Regions from separate parts of the Salmo salar genome. Here region 2 is linked to region 1. The links are chromatin contacts, called in public Hi-C maps. All regions are on one chromosome and are shown on one strand. Each heading gives the region's core, a stretch centred on a gene start, on an enhancer-like site or on the middle of the called end of the contact. The rest is flanking DNA. Distances are from core to core; before and after follow the strand shown.

Evidence for each region. A called contact is a pair of places that touch in the nucleus more often than the background predicts.
Region 2: a contact with region 1 is called in a Hi-C map of gill, with 4 times the contacts expected there. The contact joins the enhancer-like site here to the promoter of LOC106607584 in region 1. A contact is called at or near these places in 2 of 3 Hi-C or Micro-C datasets (gill and muscle).

The regions. Positions count from the first base shown.
Region 1 is chrssa06:49,165,055-49,167,865 of Ssal_v3.1, forward strand. It overlaps LOC106607584 (serine/threonine-protein phosphatase 2A 56 kDa regulatory subunit), which reads left to right and starts at 1,347. Exons shown (of 13, transcript XM_014204662.2): 1 at 1,347-2,453. The coding sequence starts at 2,309.
Region 2 is chrssa06:49,215,506-49,218,287 of Ssal_v3.1, forward strand. The region is part of intron 1 of LOC106607584 (serine/threonine-protein phosphatase 2A 56 kDa regulatory subunit); the gene reads left to right. Among protein-coding and RNA genes, the nearest start is that of LOC106607584, 50 kb to the left of the region's middle. Within about 2 kb of position 1,331, at least 3 of the 13 cell types and tissues checked have an H3K27ac peak or open chromatin away from gene starts, as enhancers often do. A contact at or near this core is called in gill, where this site is marked.

The DNA of each region.
Region 1 (2,811 bases), core at 97-2,596:
AATGCATGATATTTTGTATACCTGTCAACCTGCAATATAAGTCTATGGGCCAAATGTCCCCTTCAGAAATTCGAAAGAGTCGAAATCCTAATTTGTCTAAGTGATCAGTCACAAGAAAATCTGTGCACCGGAACAAAGTTCCTTGTTAGTTGTTGCAGACGGTTGACAGACGCTACGATACCAGTTATGTGCGTCTATCTACGAGAGATTGAGTGGGTAATGGTGTTTGTTTTCCCTTCAGATGGATTCTACAGGCAGGTGAAGCAGATCAGCGGGGCTGTCAACCTGCAATATATTTGTCTCATAACATTTTCTTCTGCTCTCTTCATGCGATCACGTGCAAAGGTTAGCGTGTCCCTAGACTCAGAGAATCACATGGGGTCAAACAATTCTTCTAACCACTCACTTTGCTGTAATAACCTAATGTAGTAGGTGTAGAAAGACACCTGAGAGGAGTCCCCACTTCAAATTTTCAGGGGAAATGGAAATTGAAAGGTTGAAAATAGGCCCTCTCTATCCCTGAAAACTGGCAACATTCACGTTCTGCTAACACTGCTAAGGGTGTTGCTGTAAATGTAGGGGACAGGTTTATGGTCCATGCTTTCTGGGAATCCTTGGGATGTCCCTACCACATTGAAGTTGACATTTAAAATGGTTAAGGTAAGGGTTAGGGTAGGGACTTCCCAACGATTCTGGATAGCACTAACCACACATTTGTTGGATGCTACAGAGTGTCCTGATGGATAAAAATAGTATCATGATGTACTTGCAATTGCAAGTGCCTGGCCTCAAAATAATCACTCACCAGTGTGATCTGAAAAGACAATTGTGACTTTGTTTATTTGGATCTTAGTACTGTATCTAGCCTATTTATAAAAGTTTCCAACTTTTCATTGGCTGAAAGTTGATTGCATTAAATTTGAAACCGGGTTGCCCTTACTTGAGCCTCCAAACAAAAGTGACATAATTCAGCACGTATAGTAATTTGTACGATTATGTGTTATGGCGTGCAAAGCGATTGCTTTTGATTAAACAAATTGTTAGACACTTCAAACATTTATTTTGAGGAAAATATATCTTGAATGTTTCTGGACTGCACTATGCTGCCTTGTTGACAAAATGACCGAGCGGCACAGATTACTGTTCGATTTGAGAGGCGCTCCTCCCTCCCCGCTTTCGTCCGATGACGTCATGGGCATTTGCCCGGTGCCCGCGGCTTAGCATAATCGAATCCGCCCATTGTCACATGGTTTAGAGCCCGGTCTTAATCGAATTCGATTGGTTAAAAAGGCATGGAGCATGCAACTTTCGACATTTTTGTTGGATACTGGCGTTGCCTGTCAAATTACGTACACTCGTGTCACAAAATGCAACCCGACAACGATGCGAAACTGTTTACGGTTGCACAGAGTCTACAGTGTTGTGGCTTCTGCATGGATGTGTTTTATCTAGCGAATCTATTGGAAAAGTTATTGTTGAGGTCCGAGCATAACTGAAAATTCCTTATCGGGGTGTCAGTGCAACTCGATGAACAGATAATTCCGACTAAATGGACACGGGAACATGACTCCATTGGCGCCGCTGTTTTTCCGATATGAACGTTACTGAGTAACGTTAGGTCGAGGTTGCCAGACTTCATTCGTCCAGACTGTTTTTTTTTGACAAAGCCAACTGCGGCTACAAGACACGGACTACAGTATTTATTTTTCTTGTGAAAATTAGTATGAATTTCATCATGAGAGTTCGCTTTAAATTGTAAATGTTCATATTATCTAGCTAGCTAACTGTGCGTTTTAACACGTTAGCCAAGAAGCTAGCTAGCGGTAGCATTTATTTGTCTGTCATTTACAGTACATGGCATAACATTACTTGCTTTCTCTGAAATAGCTAGTTAGCTATAACAATGACAACACTAGCAACAGGTATATTGCAGAAATTACAAGTTAACAAATATACCGAGCAATTTAGTTAGCCAATGTTTCTGTTGTCAGACAATTAGTTAGTTAACGTTAGCCTAGCAACTTTGGCTTGTTAACGCTTAACGTTCGTTTTGTAAACAGCTCGCTGGACTCTCAACAAGCGGACCGAATTATGCGGGCTTTACATGGAAACTGATTAACAAGCTACAGTAGTGGATCCAACAAGGAGAAGAGGTGTTTTTTTTTTAAAGCTTGCGGTTCACTCCATTATTTCAAGTTGGAGAATATTTTGATGTGGCTGGGAGACATAGCCTACGTGTGGTAACCCCTGAATCTGTCTTTGGTGCACTTGTAAAAACATATTTTTACGTTATAGTTTATGCACCACAATGTCGGCTATCTCTGCGACTGAGAAAGTGGACGGGTTCACACGAAAATCAATGAGGAAAGCCCAGAAACAGAAGAAATCTCAAGGGTCGTCCCAGTTCCGAACTCAAACTCTTACTGAGCTTTCACCCTTGCCGCAGCTCAAAGGTAAGACTAACTATTAGAGGATTAACAATTCTGCCTGAAATAGTGTCCATGAAAGGGTGGTGGTGTAGTGTTGATACTTTCCCATTACACCTGCAAACGTGATCAATACCTGACGTACTCAGACATCGATCTGTACAGGGATACAAATGTGTTGGTGGTGAATGCAACGCGGAAGCTATGGGTAGCTAATGACAGTTGCGATGACATGCATTTTCAGCTTCTGTTCCTGGGCACCCAGCTGTGATCCGTGTTCAGGTGTGAACACTGAAGTGCAATCCTTGTAAACTAGGCTACATTGAGCTGATGCGATTGATCTAATTGCAGATACTGTTGTAAATTGTTCACTGCCTACGTTTTA
Region 2 (2,782 bases), core at 81-2,580, 50 kb after region 1:
TCTTTCAAAATACATTAAGTCCTCTTTATTTACCGCATTTCCCTCACAAAACATTTGCAAAAGTTGCCCAATTTGCGGGAGAGGATGGGGCAAACTTCTAGTCGCGAGCGTGGTTCAAGTTCAGAACCATTGTCAGACAAAACCAATACTGCACTATGAAGCGGAGACCTTGAGCTCTGATATCATGTATGGAAAAAAAATTGTTTCAATGTTTTACTGTGTAGTCTCTCTGTTGGCCATGTCAAGGTGGGACGGTGCAGCTAGAGGAAGTAAGTCGAACACACCTAGAGATGCACAAGGAGAAGCCAAGGAGTAGGGAACTCTAGTTCCTCTCTAAGTGCACCTAGATCACACTATGCCAGAGGTGCTCAGGGGGGCTGGGGTTTGGATTCGATTAACTCTTGTTTCCCCAGTGTGTTGGCCAGGGAATGCACTCCTTCATCTAATGCTTACAGGGTGCTGTTGACAACATAAGGATCAAAACCACCAGGCAGCAGCAGTTACCCCACCCACCACATAAAGGCTGGAATCCAAAGCTCCCCTCCCCTAAGAGAAGAAGCCGAGACAGGCCCTTAACTATAACTTGCAGCAGACTCTTACCATTGCTCACAGAGGAGGAATGTGAGGTGTGAGCAGCAGCACAGGATAAGGATCCCCGCTATGCAGGAAAAGAGAAAGACGGGGGAGAATGGCTCTTATGTAAGACCCGCTAACCCACAACACAATCACGCCTGATGCATGATGGTCCAATCCACTCTGGAACAGGCCTTTGCCTGCCTGCCTGTTCCAGTTTGGTTTCTGACAGGACCTTCTAGAGTTTAGAACCCAATCCTCTCATGGCCACTCTGTGTGTTGAAGCACAGAATTATGCGATATATATATATTTTTCTAATTGAACCTTTATTTAACAAGGCAAGTCAGTTAAGAACAAATTCTTATTTACAATGATGGCCTACCGGGGAACAGTAGCAGAACGACAGATTTTTACCTTGTCAGCTCAGGGATTCGATCGAGCAACCTTTCGGTTACTGGCCCAACGCTCTAACCACTAGGCTACCTGCCGTTGATGATGTGACAAGACCTTGGAGTCATTCAGCAAGGCACGACAAACCAAAATGCCTCATCTGTGCAATAGCCTTAATGTCAGGTGAGCCTCCCCTTTCCTGAGCTTCTCTCATAGCGAGATGTAACAGACTCCACATTCTGATTCCATGTAGTTAGCATGCATTCGGCTAAAGTTTGTCTCCAGTGATTTTGATTGAACTGGAACAAATGCAGTCCTACAGATAGCCTGCTAATGATGCGCCCCACCTCCCTTTGTCTGCACAGCAACAGCCAACCGGCCCAACCCTGTTCTGATGCGTCACACCTCTGTCTCTTCTCGCCAACGGGCACATTTTTACTAGTTGCGAAACTCGGAAGGAATTCCTGTGGAACGTTTTGGTGCTGCCGCCTGTGCATTTCCTCTGTGCCCCGGCCTCTGTTTCAGGCCATGTCTGTTTGGGAGACATAATTCAGAAATGTGTCACCTCTCAATGAGAAACTGCCCCCATCTCGCTGTCTCTGTGGCATCATGGTAAACCTCCTCGCTTGTACCAACTCTAACCCTCCAGCAGTGGATTTAATGTGTGTGTGTGTGTGTGTGTGTGTGTGTGTGTGTGTGTGTGTGTTAGAGTTGTCATGTGAAAATTATGTATGTATATGAAAGGGGATACCTAGTCAGTTATACAACTGAATGCCTTCAACTGAAATGTGTCTTCCGCATTTAACCCAACCCGAGGTGTGTGTGTGTGTGTGTGTGTTAATATACGCACACACACAGCAATACACACATTAATCAACTGCATTCATCGGCACTGTACTAGAAAAGGTCTTGGTGAATTGGCAGTGTGAGGGTTTCAGTTAGTCACATGCCAGCTGTGTGTGCCATGTGTGAAACACTTTGACACATTTGCTGTGTACAGTACAGACAGAGCTGAGAAGAAAATGGCCAGAGCAGAGCACAGATCTGGGAGGCGAGGTGTGCATCTAGGAACAGCTTGTCCTTTGTAATGTACATGAGAATCCATCTAGGCCTTCACAGTAAGGACACGCTAATTGAGGAACATGAAGACACATGGTGGAAGTGGGTTTATAGAAAAGGATGCTTTTCAGATTCAGACCCTAATGCTTGTACTATTTGGAAGAAAAATAAACAGTTTGCCTGTCTCGACATTCCAGGTAGTTTTTAATACAAAAATAGCCACCCTTGATGTCTTTCTGCAGTATTGGAGAAATCTGCAATCGGAAGTCAAAGTCATGAAATCAACACTTTCCCTTGTGGACAGGAGGATGAAGGATTTCATGTCTCCTGTGTGAGCATCAGAAATGAAAGGAAAATGCTCTGTTGATGGAGTCTTGTGCATGACTGCAGCCAGCATAGTTAATGTTTTAACGAGCCGTTGGCAAGGCCTTATACACAAGTCCATGTTATGGTAGTATGTGCCTGTTTTCAGCCCTCCCTTTAAAAAAAATGCCTTTAAAATGACAACAGAACAGTTTCAACAGTGAACACAATGCTATTTTGAGTTAAAACAAGACATTCACCTGTTCGATTTTGGTCATAGAGAGAAGCTATAGGCCTAGACCTAGCTATTATTTTTTCTTTGTTAGTGCCTGAGATTGCTTTGTTACCTAACCAGTTTTGGTAAAAGTAAATTGCCAACCCTCATGTTTCTGTCAACTAAAGGGATTGTTTTATATGAACTCAAGTGTGACATGGAATTATAGGTAGTACAATATC